Regions from separate parts of the Mus musculus genome. Here all the other regions are linked to region 2. The links are chromatin contacts, called in public HiChIP or PLAC-seq and Micro-C maps. All regions are on one chromosome and are shown on one strand. The core of a region is the stretch at or near the end of the contact, and the rest is flanking DNA. Distances in the headings are between cores, read along the strand shown.

Evidence for each region. A called contact is a pair of places that touch in the nucleus more often than the background predicts. HiChIP or PLAC-seq counts read pairs in DNA pulled down with a chosen protein or histone mark.
Region 1: a Micro-C map of muscle stem cells shows a contact between it and region 2, with 3 times the contacts expected there. The contact joins the enhancer-like site here to the promoter of Rab22a in region 2. A contact is called at or near these places in 3 of 39 promoter capture datasets (liver and macrophages), 3 of 484 Hi-C or Micro-C datasets (muscle stem cells and nephron progenitors) and 2 of 115 datasets of contacts at active chromatin or transcription factors (cardiomyocytes and embryonic stem cells).
Region 3: an H3K4me3 HiChIP or PLAC-seq map of the SCID.adh cell line shows a contact between it and region 2, with 10 read pairs. The contact joins the enhancer-like site here to the promoter of Rab22a in region 2. A contact is called at or near these places in 1 of 39 promoter capture datasets (macrophages), 1 of 484 Hi-C or Micro-C datasets (olfactory sensory neurons), 4 of 115 datasets of contacts at active chromatin or transcription factors (CD8 T cells, the SCID.adh cell line, double positive thymocytes and 1 more) and 2 of 9 other capture datasets (adipose tissue and liver).

The regions. Positions count from the first base shown.
Region 1 is chr2:173,704,735-173,707,434 of GRCm38.p6, forward strand. No RefSeq gene overlaps it. Among named protein-coding and RNA genes, the nearest start is that of Mir6340, 4.9 kb to the left of the region's middle. Within about 2 kb of position 1,292, at least 11 of the 459 cell types and tissues checked have an H3K27ac peak or open chromatin away from gene starts, as enhancers often do. A contact at or near this core is called in muscle stem cells, where this site is marked.
Region 2 is chr2:173,658,478-173,661,177 of GRCm38.p6, forward strand. Rab22a (RAB22A, member RAS oncogene family) reads left to right here and starts at 1,368. Exons shown (of 7, transcript NM_024436.3): 1 at 1,368-1,664. The coding sequence starts at 1,629. It also overlaps the pseudogene Ppp4r1l-ps.
Region 3 is chr2:173,623,534-173,626,233 of GRCm38.p6, forward strand. It overlaps the pseudogene Ppp4r1l-ps. Among named protein-coding and RNA genes, the nearest start is that of Rab22a, 35 kb to the right of the region's middle. Within about 2 kb of position 1,263, at least 13 of the 459 cell types and tissues checked have an H3K27ac peak or open chromatin away from gene starts, as enhancers often do. A contact at or near this core is called in the SCID.adh cell line and double positive thymocytes, where this site is marked.

The sequences.
Region 1 (2,700 bases), core at 42-2,541, 46 kb after region 2:
TGTTTTGGGGGTTAACACTTGCTATGAAGGCTGGTGACACAAATTCGATCCCCGAGTCCTATATAATGGAAGGAGAAGAATTCTACAGGTTGTTTTCTGATACACGTACACACACACACACATCAATAAATGTCATAATTAGAAAAAATATTCTGAGCATCATATTATGTAGAGGATAAGCAGAGCACTGTGCAGCTTTAGAAAAGGAGGGTCAGATAGAATTTAGCCCGCGTCTCAGAGGGATGACCTCAGTGAATTTCCCGTGGCAGCAGAAAAGCTTGTCTCGACTTCCAGTAATAGAAAACCAGGCAATTTGATTATCTGATTTGCCAGAAATGTTAATGGAATTCCAGGGCATTTGTCCTGTTTTATGTGCAAATGAAAGTCTGAAAAATATTAGAAGGATACTACACTTCTCAGGGGCCTCCCTTCTGTATCTCAGAAGGTGATGAGCGAGGACCTGCTGTGATGAAGTTCATTAGATGTGCTGCGAAGGGCAGATGAACAGAGCTTGGAATCGCCGTATTTCTCAGCCCGTCCTTCAGGGCGCTCTTAGCATGGAGGAGAGTGATTTACTCTCTGGAGCTAGGACTTCCACCAGCATGCATCACGTTTAATTTGATGGTCTGTACTATCAGAAATAACTAATATCTGTGTTCTTTCCTCTCAGAGAGCAATCAATTATAGATGTGCTAGAATATTTTGGCTTCAAAACAAAAGGATTCAGAAGTTTAATAATAAAAAAAAAAGTCTCAGGCCTTCCATCGGTGCCTTTTTATTATGTTGAACATTTTAGATAGCAAGATTGGAATATATAAATAGTAGATGGTGAGATTAAAATTATAATGTCTAACAAACTTAAGAAAAAATGTTTTAATTTGCTGTGAGTTCATTTTATGGTGCCCAGTGCCTCATCAAAATGCTACATAATTACAACAAGCAAAAACCCAGCTAGCTCTCCATAGACAGGCCTTAAGCGCCAAGCTCTATCTGCCGATTAATGGGGAGTCCTAAGACAGCAATGATTTTTTTAAAGAGCCTTCTTTAATTGACAGTTCTCAACCACGGGTCTTAATGTCCTTCTTAAGCGCGACGTAGAAACAGCCTGCTGGCTTCCGAGTGCCACTTCTTGATTCAGGAACTTTCCAGTGTTTCGAAGCAGGCTGTTTACTGCAATCCATTGGAGGGAATCATCTTGAAAATAGCATGTTACACACGGGGAACTAGCATTGCCAAGGAGCCGCCAAGCATCAGAAGGCAAGCTGTGTGCTTCAGCCACCGCTCCATGAAACTGGGCTTGCTTGAGCCAGCTGCTCAGTGGCTGCAGTCTGTCCCATGCTCCCTACTCCAGTGCCCACAACACTGTTGGCCTTAAACACTAATCCTCACATTGTTTGGCCATCGTTAACACTTGGCATTTATACTTAAGTAATCCATTTTCCCCCTCGGAAAAGCTTGGAAGCAAGGCCAGAACTTGGTTCCCACCCATCCCTGTTTGAAGTTTACTGCACAGTACATGAAACTTTCCCAACTTGGGTCATGCCCGTGATATCAGACAGACCAGTCAGCTTGGTGGGGGAGGATGATTGGCAGCCAGGTAGTCAGAGCAGCTGATCGAAGCTCTATTTTTAAACCATTTGTTAGGCTGTTGTAGACAGAGCTTTATTGCCCTGGGAAGGATTTTTTTTTTTAAACTCGCCCCACTCAGTCTTTCCATCATTTTACATCGTGAGTCACTCACACGGTCATCAGTCACCACCCTGACGTTCAGAAATTACAACCTGCCTTCCACAAGGATTGGCGCAGAATTCTCCCTCAGGCTCCCTGCGTGCGAGATGTACTCTTCTCTGTAGGGGGAAAGAACCCCCCAGGCCTTGTAGGAGGGCAGTGGGCAGCATGAGCCTAAGAGGCAAACACAGCTACAGTGACAGAATGCGATCTGTCACTGGTGATAAGACGATGGGCTGAAGGATCAGAACTCCACGGAGTTTATGAGAGAGCACTTGTCCAGGAGTTTGAAAGTCCAAATCAGACATCTAGAGAGAAAAGACAATCTAAGCCCTTATACCAGCAATCCTTTTTGTCTCCTAAGAGTGCCATCCCTTGTCAAGATCCAGTACCAGGAGTAAGCGACCTGTGCCTTTTACAATAGCATCTATTTGAAAATGCAGTTGCCCCTGGTTTCCCAAGCCTGGTAGCACTCTGAATAGCTGGAACTTCAAGCCGAGGTGGCTTCACACCAAATGACATACTGGCTGCTTACCTGTGACATAATACTAGGATGAGGATTTGCCGACGACTATTTTTGCAGTCTAACCTTGGGCTGGACCTAAGTCTATAAACTGTATGATGTCTGTTTTGTTTGTAAATGCCAATTAAAGAAAGCTCAGCCGTTTGCTTTTTGTTGTAAGATTTCTCTTTTGTGTACTTCTGTTTGCAGGCAGTAGGTCTGGCACGATTTGGAACAGCCTTTCTTCAGCTTGGCTTCAATTGTATGCTTTTATAGAGTGTGGCATGCTCTGTCACTAAAAACTTTGTGTAAAGAATGATGTAAATATTTTGTTAATAAAATACTATGTTTACAGAGGCGTGTTTCAGCCTCCAGTATTTCTCTGTGGCATTCATTACGTCTCTTTTTGTTTGATTTTGTTTGAGATGGGTTCTCCTTGGGTCACCTAATGAATACAGCACGATTGGAAT
Region 2 (2,700 bases), core at 118-2,617:
TACACTAATAGAGTTGACACACACACACTCACACACACACACACTCAGGGATCAAATGTGCTCAACACTGCAATGGTCTACCAAACATTCTCAGTCAACATCAACTCCTGTCAGGGAGTTTCAGGTAGGGAAGGGAAGGGGACAGAAGTAACTCCTAGGGCTGGGACTCAGGAAGCCCCAGTTGACTGTGGTGATTTGTGTCATCTGAGGTGATTTGACCTCAACCACCAGCAAGCCTCCCTGGGTTTTTTTTTTTTTTTTTTCCTGCTCCCCTCTGGCTTGTGAGGGAGATCTAGTTCATCTTTGTAAATTCATAAGCCCAACAAATGGCCCGAGCAAGTAGAGGTAGGCGCTGAAAAACTATATTGGATAGACAAGCCAAAGCTTCGTTTGTCCATTAGCCACAAATTGGAACTTGCACTTCGAAGGTGGCATCTCTCTCAGCTACTGTCTCTTAAAATAATTCCAGAGAAGAAGTGGAGGCTGAGAAGGGTCAAGTGGAAGAGACCCACTCAAAACATGGAAAGCAGTGGGCTCCATGAAGACATGGAGCTGGCCAGGCCCACAAGTAGGGCGTCACTCCCAAGCCCTAACTAGGAACCCAAGGAGGTTCCTCCCAGGTTGGGATTGGCTTTCCCTCTCACAGCTCCTAGCGCAGCCAGAGGAGAAAGTGACAGGAAGACAAAGTTTCCAACAGACCCAAGTCCTAGCCCAGGAGGGAAGGGCACCTGAGAAGAAGCGGGCTCGAGATAGGCTCGACCTGAGGCTCCTGTCCCGTCTAAGTGCACCCCACAGTCCTCTGGGAGGGACCCAAGGAGGGGCGGGGCGCCCCAACTGTTACTTACAGTCCTCTAAGTCATCCTGCAAGTCCACAAAGTACAGAGGGATCTCTGAAAAAAAATCAAAAGACACACAAGGAGCTACACGGGGCTGCGCGGGCGGCGAGTCCCGGGCTCGTGCGGAGGTGGGGTGAGGGGGGCTCTCGGGGAGGGGAAGGGGAGCCGTCGGAGACCCCTGAGCCTAGACCCCACTCACCCGCCATCTTAGGATGTGCCAGAGGGCGGGGCTGGAGGCGGGGGCGAGCCCAGAGGCCACGCCCATCCCTCGCGCTCCGCCCACCAGCCTGGCCTCACTCACCCGCCGCCATCTTGGGACGGGTGGAAGGTGGAGCTAGAGGCGTGGTAGCTTCAAGATTACGCCCCATCCCGCCCCGCCCACTCCTTAGAGAAGATGGGGCTGAGGCGGAGCTGGAGGGTGGGGCGACGCTGAGGCTCCGCCCATTGGTGCTCCGCCCACCCGCCTGTGAGCTGCGAGCCGGCCGCCCCGCCCTCGCGGAGAAGGTGGCTGCCGAAGTGGGCGGGGAGGTCAGGTGACCCAGCTGGCGTCCCAAGATGGCGGCGGCGGTAGCGCCCGGGAGGCCAAGGCGGTGTCCCGGCTGTTGAGGTGACTCCGCCGGACAAGTGACGGGGTCGGCCGGACCGGAGGGCGGCGGCGGACGCACGGCCGCCCGGAGTGCTCGGCCGGGACTTGGCGGTGAGGCGGCGGCGCCGGGGGATGCTGGTGCTGGGCCGGGCCTCTCCCTCCTCAACTTAGGGCGGCGGCGGGCCCGCACCCCTGGTTCCCGGGCCATGGCGCTGAGGGAACTTAAAGTGTGCCTGCTCGGGGTAAGTTGCAGCGGGCGGGGTCCGGAGGGTCGCGGAGGCCGGGCGGGCGGGCCCCGGCACTCCAGGGCCCCTTGCACCCCTTTACGCTCAGCGCGGGACGCAGCCCCCCACAGACCCCTTAGGGCGGCGGGACCAGCAGGCTGTGCCCCACCCAAGGCCCCCAGGTGTCAGGGTGGCCCCCGGCGCCCCGGAGCGACGCCCTCTTTCCATCCCACAGTGAAGTAGCCCACAGGTAGTTTCCTTCCAACTTTGCGAGGGACACCTTTAAAGTTAGACAAGTTTCTGAAAGTTAACCCTCCCCAGCAGGGCTTTGGGTTTTATGCGCACACTTGGCCTCCTTTCAGCAATGTGGGATGGTTTTGAACTTTTGGGACGTCTTTGACACTTCTGCAAGAGTTACTTTCCATTAAAGTTCACTCTTCACTAGAACAGGGAGGAGTTACCAGGACTTTGAAGGTTCAGCTTCCGGTCCTCTCACAGTAGTTTGGCCTTTTCAGAGCCTTCTAATGATCTCCTTCCTGAGTTTCTGTTTTAATGACTGAAAAAAAAAAAATTCCAATAACTACATGGTTTTTGCCCCTTAGCAGGGTGGGGCTAGGGTTCATCCCGATTACTCCGCAACTTGGGAGCGCATAGTTTTACTGGTATATGTTAAAAGGCCAGTGAGTCCAGTCACCTTTCACACAGGACAGGCATTGAAGAGGCCTTTTTACTTTGGGAGGGAGCAGGAGTTCAGTCTTAGAGACTAAACCTAAACCTTGTACATCCTAGGCAAGTCCCGCCACTGAGTTGTGTGTCCCCAGTTTGCTTGCTTCTATTTTTTTAGCAGGATCTCCAGAAGTTGCCCAGGATAGCCTTGAAATCTCAGCCTCAGCAGGCCTTGAACTTGGAACCCTCCTGCCTCTGCCTCCCAGATTTGCTAAGATCGCAGTCCTGTAGCACTAGGCCGTCGTAGGTCTTTCCGGAGGTCCTAGTGTCACTTAAGAACTGCAGAATCCTTCCCCAGTACTTTCAAGATGGTTTCTCACTAGTTGGC
Region 3 (2,700 bases), core at 13-2,512, 35 kb before region 2:
CCCAATTGATACAAGTGTTTAAGATACTCTCCCCCAAATACTGGCACACAACATTCGTTCTAGACAGAACACACTGAAACATAAATAAGTAAATTTTTAAAAATAAATAAAAAATAAAGAACTGTAAAATGTTGGTTCTTTGACCACAAACAAAATAAATCAAAGCAGGAACAGTAGAGAGATATTTGAAAATTGTTTATGTATTTGGCAATGGCAGCATGGATTTGTGAGTACTGACTGGTCAGCAAAGGGTATTAGGAGTGCCTGCTGCTGATGGGGGGGGGGGGGGGGGGGCTCACTGCCTGCTGCTGTTGCTGGGCGGGCTCACTGCCTGCTGCTGTTGCTTGGCAATGGGTGGGCTCACTGCTTGTTCAGCACGCTGCACAGTAAGTTCAAGGCTAGCCTGGGATACCTGATACTACATGTCAAAACAAAAATTAAAACATACTACAAACATGCTTCATGCTCACTTGTGGGTAAACCACACAAAGACTCTATTAAAAAAAAACAATCTAAAGAGAAACTTACTCACTACTCAGGAGGCACTAGGGTTTGTGTGTAAACTATCCCCAGAAGTTGTGTATGTGGTGTGTGGTCACTAGATTGAGGTACTATTCAGAGTGGAACCATTAGGTGGAGAGGCCTAGTGGAAAGAAGTTTAAGGCTTCGGGAACAGGCCCTGGAATGAGTTGGTGAGAAACCAGTCCCTTCCTGTCTGTCTTTCTTGTCTGACCCCCATAAGGTATATGGCTTTGCCCCTGTCTCCTCCATCATTTATCTGTCTTACACCAGGCCCCAAAGCAGTGGATCTGCCTGAGCATGGACAGAAACCTCTAATACCACAAGCACAAACACATCTTATCTTTCCATGGATACGTCCTCAGCATCTGTCACCGAGGAAAGCTGGCTGACTAAAGAACAAACTGTACAAGGTAAAAGTGTAGATGTCACCAAAGGAAGGAAAAATGATAATCTTCTCTATGGAGAAAGCACACAGGTTTTATTGGGACATAAAACCTAAATAAATAGAAAGGCAGGCCACATTTATAGATTGGATTCTCAATATTATAAAGATGACAAGGTCCTCCAAATTGACAAACTGATGCTGTGTTTTGCCTTATTTTGTTAGGACTTGATGTGTTGGATTTAAAATCTATATGGGAGTCTAAAGGACAGAAATGAGCAGAGGCACCAGCTGAGCAGGGCTCTAACTGTCAGGAAACAGGAAATCATGGTGCACAGCCACAGCAGGAGGCTGGCTCCAGTGGAAAACGTGACACCACTAACTGCAGTGAAGTGTATGGCACGTGCAGGCGGGCTATGCAGTGAGGTAAGTACTCTGCAAAGCCAGCAACGTCCACTCAAGGAGGAGGCCCACACTCATTATCCACCCGGTACACAGTGTCCACAGGAGAACTGTAGCCAACTGTAGCTCAACTCCTCAAGCCTCCTACCCAGTCAACGGGCAAAGGCCAGTGCCCTCCAAGAACAGCATCAAAAGAGGCACAGCCACACGGAGCACCAGCCCAAAAGCCACTGTCTCTATGTAACTTCATGAATTTAAACTTAGAAAAAAATTAAAACTGTAAGGTAGATACTTGGGGCTAAAACTTGGCAGAAGGGTAAGAATGTGTTTCACATGAAAACCCAGCTCAGCGATGAGAGCCTGGTGGGGCGGAAGCCGTGGAGAGGAATGAGGAGCTCTGGGAGCACGTGTGCAGGACATGACCACCAAGGATGCTGGCCTCGTAAAACTGCTTCAACTCGGCGTCTATGCGTTTCCCCACCTTCTATGTATCGCATCTCACAGTGCAAGCAAGCTGTGAGATTTGTTTCTAATTTTCTGTGGATAAATATTGTGCTTGCAGATATGCACGTGCACCGTACATGACTGGTGCCTGCCGAGGCGTCGGATCCGGCAGCGATGTTCTTAACTGATGAGCCAGATATCCAGCCCCACAACCTAAGATGGTTTAAAGAAGGGTTTGCTTTTATTTTTGTTTTTGATTTTTTGGGACAGGGTTTCTTGACATAGCCTCGGCTGTCCTGGAACTCACTCTGTAGACCAGACTGGCCTCGAACTCAGATCCACCTGCCTCTGCTTTCCAGGTGCTGAGATTAAATGTGTGCACTACCACACCCACCCTTAAAGACGGTTTTTAAAGAGATTTTAGTAGAACATAAAAACAAAAAACCACCTAGCAATCTCAAAAAAAGTCAAAGAAGCATGATACAGGCTGATTTTACAAAACAAATGACCTACATACTTCAACAATGTCAAAACCAACCTTGGATCTGTAAGGTTGAGTTGGAAGGTTTCAAACGAAGAGAAAAGAAAGTAATCTTCAGGAGAGGTGGAGAGAGACCTGGGCCCAAATGGGCACTACAGGAGTGCAAAGCTTAAGTGGAGGCCATGTTGCTGGGCTACATCCTGGACAGGAAGACAACCCCATGGCATCACTGGGGCAACCTTTATTAAATCTCTATACTAGGCAACAGTATCAGCTGGGCAAGGGGGCACCGCTAAGCTCAGCACTTGGGAGGAAGGATCAGATGGCGCTCTGTGCATTAGAGGCCAGCCTACACTACAGAGTGAGTTCCAGGCTAGCCAGGGTTACACAGTAAAACCCTACCTCAAAAAACAAACCTAAAATAAATAAATGACGGACAAGATTGTAGCAGCTGAATTTCCCAGGAGTC